Linked DNA regions of Mus musculus: region 2 is linked to region 1. A link is a contact called in public promoter capture Hi-C data. All regions are on one chromosome and are shown on one strand. The core of a region is the stretch at or near the end of the contact, and the rest is flanking DNA. Distances in the headings are between cores, read along the strand shown. Region 1 overlaps Prdm16 (PR domain containing 16). Region 2 overlaps Prdm16 (PR domain containing 16).

Evidence for each region. Promoter capture Hi-C pulls out the DNA fragments that hold promoters and counts their contacts.
Region 2: a contact with region 1 is called in a promoter capture Hi-C map of neural stem cells. The contact joins two enhancer-like sites. A contact is called at or near these places in 1 of 39 promoter capture datasets (neural stem cells), 1 of 484 Hi-C or Micro-C datasets (nephron progenitors), 5 of 115 datasets of contacts at active chromatin or transcription factors (embryonic basal ganglia, embryonic stem cells and neural tube) and 3 of 9 other capture datasets (embryonic stem cells, liver and pancreatic islet).

What each region holds. Positions count from the first base shown.
Region 1 is chr4:154,333,985-154,339,323 of GRCm38.p6, forward strand. Prdm16 (PR domain containing 16) reads right to left here. Exons shown (of 17, transcript NM_027504.3): 10 at 3,659-3,743; 11 at 1,109-1,278; 12 at 391-468. Among named protein-coding and RNA genes, the nearest start is that of Arhgef16, 37 kb to the left of the region's middle. Within about 2 kb of position 1,972, at least 79 of the 459 cell types and tissues checked have an H3K27ac peak or open chromatin away from gene starts, as enhancers often do. A contact at or near this core is called in neural stem cells, where this site is marked.
Region 2 is chr4:154,597,356-154,602,694 of GRCm38.p6, forward strand. All of the region lies in intron 1 of Prdm16 (PR domain containing 16), which reads right to left. Among named protein-coding and RNA genes, the nearest start is that of Gm52689, 19 kb to the right of the region's middle. Within about 2 kb of position 2,821, at least 43 of the 459 cell types and tissues checked have an H3K27ac peak or open chromatin away from gene starts, as enhancers often do. A contact at or near this core is called in neural stem cells, where this site is marked.

The DNA of each region.
Region 1 (5,339 bases), core at 722-3,221:
CTAGGTGGGGGACTGGCTAGCTAAGGTTCTCCCAGAGACCTGTGGAGACTCTAGCTTCAAGTCACACCCCTCCCTGATTTTGAATGCCTGCCCTGGTTGACACTTTGGATACAGGAGACAGGCTCTCTCACATCCTCTTTTGGGAGTATGGAAGGAGACTTCCATCAATTTCCTGGATAGTCCCTGCCTTCTCCTTACATTAGAGATGGAGGGTGGTGGGCCAGGAGATGGAGGCAGAAAGTGTCAGAGCCAGGCCTCTGTCCACTGTCTTTCTGGTGGCCCCAGCCCTGTGGGTGGATCTTATAGGCATTTCCTTGAAAGAATGGGACTACGGGTGCACACAAACTAGTAGGGGGAATCCCTCAGATACCAACACGACGTTGATCCTACCTGTATGGCTGCTCCCCTGTGTGTGTCCTCAGATGTCTTGTGAGATTTGCAGATCTGGGGAAGATCTTGCCACAGTACCTGAGGCAGAGGGAAGAGAGGAGGAGAGGTTTTAGGGTAGTCCACACGGCCCCTTTCCAGATTTCTGTTCATCCAGAGCTCAACTCTGAGGCTTCCTACTGGGGTCTCGCCAGCATCCTTACCATCTCTACTCTGCCTTGAGCCCAGACATCTCACAAAGCACAGAGTGGAGGGACCAGCGTCATGCCCTCAGTCCTGGGAGCCACAGTGGCTGGGATCAGCTAGGGAGCCCGGGAGCATGAACTCCCAAAACCGCGAGCAATGGCTTCAGCACCAGGCTCACCATCCTTCCTAATACTGTGCCCAGGCTGCGCAGCTGCTCTCTGGCCTCTGAACTTAACTAAGCTGCACGCGGGGCCCAGATAACACAGCCGAGAGGACAGTTCTAGAAGCCTACCCAGATCACGCATGCGCAAACACGGCCTCGGGCGGATGGGGCGCCTGTCCGCTCAACCTCTGCTTCACTGGAACTGCAACTCTGGGCTTTTCCAGAAGCAAGTTCGCGCGCGCGCGCGTGCGTGCGTGCGTGCGTGCGTGCGTGCGTGCGTGCGTGCGTGTGTGTGTGTGTGTGTGTGTGTGTGTGTGTGCACGCGCGCGCGGCCCCTTCCCACCAGCCCCCAAGGGACCCTCGGTGTTTCACCTGCACGTGTATCTCTCCTTCCCCTTCCTGAGGATGGGATCCGAGAGCGTTGGGGGTGGGGAGCGGAAGTTGAACGGGTGGTGAGGCAGGGGCTGCAGGGAGCTGCCTGAGTCGGCCTTCATGGCTGCAAAGCTCTCCAGCTTCTCCGTCATGGTTTCTATGGCTGACATCTGCGGGCACAGGGAGGGAGAGATCGATGACTCAGCATAACTGCCGTCTGTCTTCAGAGAGCGTGCACCCGGGGGTCCCTGTGTCTAATTATTATCAATAACCTCTGGATGGCCATTGGAATTACAGCCACAGCTTACTCTGCTCTTGTCCTTCTTAGGATTGGGACTATAATCCAGGGTCATCTGGAGTGAGTGGTCTTTTCAGTATGGTAGGCAGAAATTGGTTAAAACCCCAGGCTATGCAGGCTCCATTGAGACTTAAGGCTTTGGTGACAGGGACCTTGAAGCTGTACCTCTCCCCACCTGTGCCAAGGGAACCATGAGAGGCTCTCTTCATACCTCTGCTAAATGTCTATCCCGGAAGGCACGTTTTATCTGGCAGACCACAGAGATGGGGGCAGGTGAGAGAGGCAAAAGAAGACGGGGTGGGGCAGGTACCACTGAAGACAGAGGGAAAGGGTTCAGCCTCTCAGAGTGCCGTGAGTGTTGGGAGAAACTGAGCCTAGATGAAGACCCCACTGCACACACCAGGGGGACATGGACGAATGAGCAGACAAGGTATCACCTCCCGATCCAGGCTCCCGTCCATGGCCAGCTGCCTCCCGGGAGTGTTTATTGCTTAGTGCTAGCGCCAAACACAAGGCACTTGTTCACTGATGTCAGAATCCAGGACCCAGCTGCCCATGGTTGAACAAAGGCTGCATGTCACATGACTGTAATCCTTCTGCACGACTCCAGCCACGAAGCCCTTCGGCACCTTGTTGGGATGCCCAACGCATCGTTGTGGGCTGTTTGCTGGGCACTGACAACAGGGAAGGGAGGGCTTTGTACTGCCGCTACTTGGAAGCCTCATAACACAGTGGCGGAGACATTTGGTATCTGGGGAAACAGCAGTACAGCTGTAACAGAAGCCCACAGAAAGCGGCGAATGGATGGACACTTTGCCCAGCCACCCTGGTGAGACCTCCCCATGGCCACTGGACGGCTCTGTGCAGGCAACAGAGATGCAGGCTTTGCCTTGTTAATAGAGGACTGACACATGACCCTCATCAGAACATACCACATACACTTTCTGCGTCCATGCTCACTGGAGATGGAACTGCCTGGCTCTCTAGGCTGCTACCTGGCCTCTCTAGTGCCTTTTTCAACACCTGAAAGGTAGGTTCTCAGGGTGACACTGAGGCTCTTGGCCATAAGTCTTAATGATAGCTTATGGATATAGCACGGATGCCTGTTTTGTGGAAACCTTCTTTGCATGGTTGCCAGGCTCTTCTATCTGAGTGACACAGGCAGCCAAGCTAGCCTCAGACCATTTAATTGGTGACCACAAGTCACCACCTTTCTGCCTCTTCGTCCTGGCCTGGGACACAAGGGCAGGCAGAGGAGGTTGGCCCATGGGAGCAGTGGGCAGGAGGGACAATGGGCAGCTGGCCCCCCACAGGCCTCTCTTCCTCAGGCCGGGTGGGGTGGGTCCTGCCTGCCTGGCCTGCTCTGCCCCATCAGACATTCCCGTGAGCTCCTAGTACAAACACAAACACCGGATACGCCTGGCTGCCTGGTCGGCTTTTTCCAGCCGGCCCTGGGAAAATTGGGGGAAGCTATTAACCAAACTCCGCGGCCCCATGGAACAATGGGAGGCTCTAAGTTTAGCTGTGAACTCAGCCAGGGTACAGGTTTCAGGCTGGGGCTTACCCAAGGCGGGAAGCTCAGAGAAGAACAATGCCCCATGCAGGTTTTTTGGCCTGAAGATTCCCTGTTGGTGAGGGAGGCTTAAGGGCGGTGACCTGCAGCTCACAGGAGGGGGGCCAGACCTCATGCAGTGAGGACTGGGGTCTGGGATACTTGAAGGACTTTGCCTTGGGCTGTGGGTTCCCCAGGAGGCATGTGGCCTGGGGGCACAGGCAGGGACATTAGCAGGATAGAGGGCACTATACCTGACTTGTAGACTGCTAGCCTTCCCTTCCAGTCCCTAGGACGGTTCCTTCCTGCTCAGTCTCCCCCCTGCCCCTTCTCACGAAGACCTGCTCTGGTCCTTTCACTGAAGAATGCTAAGGTATGGCCTACTGCAGGAATACTAGCCCCAACATCTGTTTCCTTGTGTCCAAAACTCTGCTCCTCTTGGCACCTGTATCAGTAATGCATCCCTTCTTAGGGCCTGGGGTCCTTGCAACTGTGGGGCTCCTTTGGGCAAGAGGCCTTTAGACAGACCCAAGTGCTTCCTTATGAGAGCAACCCTTCCCTATGTGTTCCGGGTCCACAATGACCTGTGGGATCTCAGAAAGTCCCCTCTGCCTCTTGGGAACCAGAAACCTAAGTCCCAGAGCCTGTTCACACAGCGTCTCTAAGTACTCCCATCTCAGAGGCCCATAGTGGTTGTTACCTGGGGGTGGAACAGAAGTGGGGACGGCCGCAGGTACTTCTCTTTCAGGACTCCCACAGGGTCTGCCACCTTCCGCTTTTCTACCCTGCTGGACGGCAACACAGAGGGTTACATACCCCACCGAGCCACTTGCTCCTCAGTACCACACCTGTGCTGGATTGACAGTCAGACCAATTATATATGGAGGTGGCGATGGGGCTATCCAGCTAACTCCTACCTGAACTTCAATGGGCCTCCAGGCCAGTGGGGCAAGCCGCAGCTGCTCATTTACCCAGACTCCTCAGCTCCTCAACTGCATCTTTATCTAATCAGTGATTTTTCCACACACCCCATGTCCCCTCAAACAGTTACCACCTCCTGTGTTTGTTGGAACGTTTTTTATGCTGGAGTCTAGAATGTTCTTTGAAGGCTCTGTGTGCACCAGCCTCCTGCTTGCTGGCTTGCACACCTGTATGGTAGGTGCTTCCCTCAAGGTCTCCAGCATACCCACAAGTTACTCTGCATCACCCCAGGGCTTATTGCCTGCACCCCAAATACCCTGTCCCTGCCAGAAACTGGCAGGGTACACTTTGCCTATTTTGCTGACAGATGCGGGTGACAGATTTCTGTTCTGGGGAAGTTACCAGAGACTCCCTACAGCAGCCAGTCAGGTTGTACCTGAAAACCTTCAATGGCTGCTGGAGACTGCAATGCTAGAATCTTCCTCAAGTGTCGGCGACAACTTGCTAAACAAATCTCCGTGGTCAGTGCAGGTGGTAGCCGGGTCCTTTCTTTCGCCCCCATGGTTGGTAGAAGTCCATGAGGTGTTTTGTTCAAACCTGCTGACCCTCTTGCTCCCAAGGACGCCAGAACAAGCTGTTCCTATCCTCTTGCTGCTGAGGACGCAGGAACAGAATAAGCCGTTCCTAGGTTGCTCACCTGTACCCCACCTGGGCCCCGGCTTTGACTCATTTTGCTTCCTTCTACCAGTTGAAGCCTTTGCCTCCCTGCCTTCTGGGGGACAGCAGCAGACATGGCAATGTGACTGCCAGAGGGTCACAGCAGCCCTGGGTTCCCAGGGGAGACCCAAGTCATGATGCAGGGACAGTGAGGATATCAGGCAAAGAACTGGGGTGACTATGGGATGGAAATGAACCCTGAGACACTTGGCTCTTGGCAACAGTGGCCAGCCTGGGGCTGCACTCGGGTAGCCAGGGCCAGCCCATTGCAGGGAGGGGGTCTCTCATGGCACGAGTTCCGCCTTTGAATTATCTAGGGATGCCGGCAGTGGCAGAGAAAGGGACCCAAGTGGCAGGAGGAGGGCCCCAGTGATGGTAGCAGATGCAGGCTGAGCTATGAGTCTGTCTGAACCCAGTATGTGGCAGGCAGCTCAGGGCCCTCCTTAAGGTCAGGCTGCATCTGCCATCACCTCAGGGGACCCTGGGAACACTTATTTGCCCACCTGGACTGGACCCATTTTGCAGAGGACCTTCTGCAGAGGCGTGTCCAGCCAGCTCTCCAGTGCCCACAGACCTCAGGTCCTAAGGACAGCTGTTCAGCCTAGCCTCTGGACATTATGAGTAGAGACCACATGAGAAGATAAAGGGGGCTCTGGGGTCCTGTGATCAGTTGCCATGACTCTCTTTTCCCAGGCTGACCATAGTTCCTTGCAGCTTATGGGAAAATGTAGGAGGGTCTAACC
Region 2 (5,339 bases), core at 1,571-4,070, 260 kb after region 1:
AAACAAACAAACAAAACGCCAGGGAAAGAACCATTCCCAGGACCGAGAATTCTCACCTCCAGAGCCCACTCCACCCTTGGCCTAGCACAAGGTCACACAGACACACCTGCTTTTGACATGTCTCTGTTTTGCCTTTTTCTATTTCCAATACTGTCTCCAAGAAGCCATGCAGGAGCAACCAAGGGGTCACCGTCTCCACCCATGGAGCTTAAGCGCAGGGCTGTCGTCTTGTACTCTGTCCTTAGGCTTATAACTGCATCAAACTGCTTTGGAGCCTAGGTCTGAGCTAGCTACACTGTGGCTTCCAGATTAGCGAGTCCAGAGCCAGTCTGTATGTGTGTTTCTCTGAGTTCAAGCCTCGAGCAACAGCAATACCAGGGTCTCTCAGGACCTCTGTCCACTCCCAGGGCAGAGATCGGTGACACAGTATACACACACCCATCAGCCTGTTATTAGCAAGTGGTGATCACACTCCAACAGCTGGGCTGAGGACATAGCTCAGAGCTGGTGTGCCTGCTTGGCATGATTCAGTGTAAAATCAGGCCATAAAGCCAGGATGGTAAGAGCCCCCGACTCACGGGTTTGTCACGATCAGGGACAGTATGGCTCATTCTTTGCTTCCTGTCACCAGCCACACTGAACCTGCTCCCCAACCATCTGATCCCCTCTCAGCCTCAGATTTTGCCTAAGTTGACCTGCACTGTGTGTGGGTAGGTCACCCAACAGAGCCCAGTGCCAGGCTGGGCCTGCAGTGGCCACTGTGTGAGGAGCTTGGTAGATGTCAAACTGAGTAAGACCCAAACCTTGGCTGAACTGAAGAAGGAACCAAGACCTAGGAACAGGGGCCGGCACCCTGGGGAGGTGGCCCACACTTGGCCAGCCGAGTTCTCAGGGATCATGTGTCTTCCTAACAAGGGAAGGTGGTGCCAAGGTGTTAGCCGGGCAGGAAAGGACAATAGGAGCCGAGAATCTATCCAGAGCACTTTCTATAATTACTGTGTTACCCTCACAGGCTCACCACAAACACTGCCACAGGGAAATGGGCTGAGACCAGAGAAGTTAACCAGCAGGTGTGAAGAGAAGAGACTGCTGTCAGGGAGATCTGTGGGCTCCCTGCCGAGCATTAAATGATATATACTTAAGAGATTGCTCTATTTACAGTAGAATTAGCAGTGCAGACTGACACCGAGGATCCGCTGGCTTCCAGATCCTGAGCCAGCTAATCCTTCCTTAAGCCCCATACGCTAAACCACCTGGGTGCAAAATCCAAGCTCCTTGGGGCCTGGCTACTCGAGGTAGGAGCCACAGCCCCCATTGCTGCATGTAGGCCGAGCCATCTGCAACCTACCCGACTGGTCTCCAAGATCAGCAGTCTGAAACACCAGCAGGAGCCAAGCTGGACAGGCTCTTGTACGCACAGCACAGTCAGAGGCCATCCCTCCACAACTCTAAGTGATAGAAACCACAGCCTGGGCACTCATCTGAGGACAGGGTAACAGAAGACATCAACACTCAGTGATGCCCACTGTCCTTGCCCTGAGGGACAGTGAGGAAGGCTATGTTGAACAGAATAAGCATCATGGGACTGGACCTGTCCAGCAGGAAACAGCACCTGCCAGGCCAGAGCTGGCCTGTTACAAGCCCGCTGCCCACCTGTGGAGGCCCAGCAATGGGCAGTGCCACCACCCTGGTGCCCATTTGGCCCTACAGCTCAGCAAACATGCCCCTTCCCGTGTCAATTCTGGCCATCGACTGGTATTCAGGAATAAGAAGCAGATCTTTCTGCATGTCCCACCAGCACTTCCTGCCATTCAATGGCCTGCCCTCCCATAATATCCCAGCCTCTGCCCCTTCCTGGCACCCCAGGCCCTGGCAGGAGAACCAACTGTTTCACTCCACCAACGGAACTTGACTCACTCCCCTCCCTTGCTGAAGACCACTCCTCCCCTAACACCTGGAGCAAAGCAGGTCTACCTTTCACTCGCTCGCCTCAGGCCCTCCATCTGACCCCCACCCCTCACCCTCTCTAGCCCTCACTGATGGCCTGCATTCGGTTCTGGAGGCACCAGGCTCTCAATGACCCCCAGGCGGTATCTCCTACTCTCTGCCACACCGGCTCCTGTCTTTTACATCCTCCGTTCTTTCTTAGGTTCCAGACAAAATGTTCCCCTACCCCAACTTATCTGAAGAGCCAATCTCTTGTCTGCAAATACTGCCTGCCCCTCCCTCACACAAGCAGTTTCCAGCCTGGCTTTCTGTCAGCTGGGGGTGGTTCTCCCCCAAGAATGAGCTCTCGGCTCCCCTGGCTTAGCCAACATAGCTGGATCAATGTGCTAAGTAAGGAATGGGGCTGGCACCCCTTGGAAAGAGACTGGGCCAAAAGTAAGCTCCAGTCCCTTCTTGGCCCTGGGTCCTGCATCCAGGGGTCTAGCATCAGAAAACGGGCAGACAGTAACTCCCTGGGGTTAGAGGCTGGGTAGGCCTTGTGTAGACCCTTACACCCTAAGGGCATGGTCAAGGTGATTTCCCCGGGTCACTAAGAATGTGTGAGAGGCTTTGGTGCTGCGCTGCCCTGTAGACTGACCCTGGTGCCCTGGGCATCTCCCAGGATCCTGTCTCATATGAGGAAGGGAAGGAGAGGATCTTGTAAACAGAAGTGGCCTCCTCCGGCCCCTTTCTCAGGGACCTGAAGCCAGGCTCCCGAGCAGCTAATTAGCATGCTGTTTGGGCCTGAGTTAGGAATGTAATTACTGTTGGAGGCAGAGCCCGCCCAAGGAATGCATTCTGAAGGTTACCATAGGAATCCGAGGGCCTATTCATCCCCGCAACACTAATCACAGTCATAAGGAAGGGATTGGGGACAGGCTGTAGGTTAACATCTGATGAGATGCCCCTGAACAAAGCCCTCGGCACTTGCTCCTTAACCCTTTGGGATCCAGAGCGATGACTGTCTAAACGGTCCCTTCGGTCAGGTCCAAGAACTGGGTTCTCCATCGCACTTTCTCTGCAGCACACTGGTGGGAGAGAGGGGGTCCTGACCTTTGAGACCCATCACCAAAAGGAAAGCCAGAACAGGCTGGCTGGCTCTTGACCTCACGGTCTAGCCGAACCCTTCAATAGACTGATGTGCAGCAGAGGCCCCTCCCCCTAGGGAAGATTCACTTCCTTTGCGTGTGAGAGGGCTGGCTCTTTGGGAATGGCCCTAAATTTCCTACTTCCCAGGCATTTTTAACCAGACCCCCTTGGGTAATACAGCTCTGATCTGTCCCCCGACTGCAAGGGCCCTATCTTCCAATATGTGTCCTCTCATCTTGGTGAGCATCCTTCATCCATGTGTTGAGAACCAACAAACTGGAAGCTGCTAGGAGCTGGGGGGAACTCGAAAATTATCCTTACCCCTCAGTGATCATAGCTCTGGTGAGAATGACTACAGCTTAGAAACGCCCAGTAGAAACAAGGCACATGGGAGAGGGATTGTGTGTCCTGACTGAAGATGGCTTCACTGGGTTGTCAAAGCCAGGATGTTCTTTGAGGAGAGAGGAACTGGGGTTCAGCATCACAGGGACCTCCCTCTTAGACTGAGCTCCCAGGAACTTTGAGAGATGTATCTCAGCCTCCTCAGTTGTCTGGGCTTCCTGGTTCCTTGTCCTTGCTGGGCTCAGAGCTGCTTAAGGGCCAGCTTGAGCCTAAGTCTTGTTAAGTCTCTAGAAGCAGGTCCCAAGGGCACTGCCTGCTGGAGAGGCCTGTCTTGTCTTCAAACCCTGTCTCCCCCTGGGCTATGTGCACAGGAACACCTACCCATGATGCACCTGTCTTCCCGTCTCTTCCAGGACCTTTCCACAAGGACAACAGCTCCTGGCTGTCTCTGCCCAGTCTCCTTCCCTGTTTCCCATAATGCCACTTGTTAGCTGGAGTCTTGAAAAGCAGAGTGCACTCTTACATCCCAAGCCATGCTGTTCTCTGAAGACCTTGGGGGACCTGGCTCTGTGGGGATCGCCATTCAGTGGTGGCCTAACTGTGTTATCAACACCAGGCCGGGAGCAGAGAGGAAGGTAATTTGTTTGCGAATTTTGCCCTTTGTTATGGAAAGCTGCTGGGTTTTTAAAAATTGTAAAGGTTTGAACTGTTAACTCCCAGGGTCGTCCCTCCCGCCCAATGGATCGGGAGTTGTGGATTTGTTTATTTCTTTAAGAAAAAAAAAAAAAAGACAGAATTGCTGTTAAGTAGCCGTATGCAAATTTCCTGGGGCCTGTTGATTTCACTGCCTTGAAATCTTAGTGAAAAGGATCAACCCCACAAAATGGGAAAAATTGTGCACTCCAGAGCAGCACTGGCTGATTTCCTCAGACCTTAGACGATGCTTCCAGGCTGCGGGCCTCTCTTTGAAGTCGGTTGGATGCTTTCAGGAAATTTGTGGGGGTTGACTACAGCTTTCTTGCTCTTCTCAGTACCCCTTACTCCTGGGATGCTCAGGTGTGTTGTACTGCCCTACAGGCCCTTTGCCAGTGATTTGGGGGGAAGGGGGGGCGGAGGTTGCGTTAAGACAGTCATAGACAAAGGTGGCTCTCGATGGAGCAATGGAGCGGAGGCTGCCAGGGTTGGGTTGTGTTCCCTAAGACTCCTGTGTTGAAGCCCTAACCCTCAATATTCAAGAATGTGACTGTTTGGAGGGGGGTATTTACTGAGTGATTACATGATCTTTAGGTTGCCAAGGGCAGTGTTTTTGTAAGAACAGATGCTCAGGACACAGACGAGAGGAAGCAACCACCACAGGACACAGGGCACCGTCTATAAGCCAAGCAGAGTGGTCTCAGGAGACAGAGCCAGCCACATCATGATCTTAAGACTACAGCCTCCAGGACTTGAGATAATAAATCCCTAAAGCACTAAATTCCCCGCCATGAGCATGAAGGTGAGGGGCAGGATCTCCTGTGATCCCATCACAGTCCCAAGGCAGGCCATGGAAGAGAAAGACCCCATCACAGTCCCAAGGCAGGCCATGGAAGAGAAAGACCCCATCACAGTCCCAAGGCAGGCCATGGAAGAGAAAGACACACTCAACCTATTCCCACCCCGGCCTCGAATGCTCAGAACTCAGGTTGGTGCCTCTGTCCCATCTGAGGTCGTCTGAAACTGGTATCTTCAGTAAGTGTGTTTAGACTCACTCAATTGCTGCTGTCTGTGGAGAAGTACGGTGACATGCTAAGCGCACAATTGCCTCTGCCTCTGTACCTCCTCAGAGAGGCTAGCAGCCAGCTGGACAGGAGCCCAGCATTCTGGACTCTAGAGCAGCGGCTCTCAACCTTCCAAATGCTGCGACCCTTTCATACAGTTCCTCG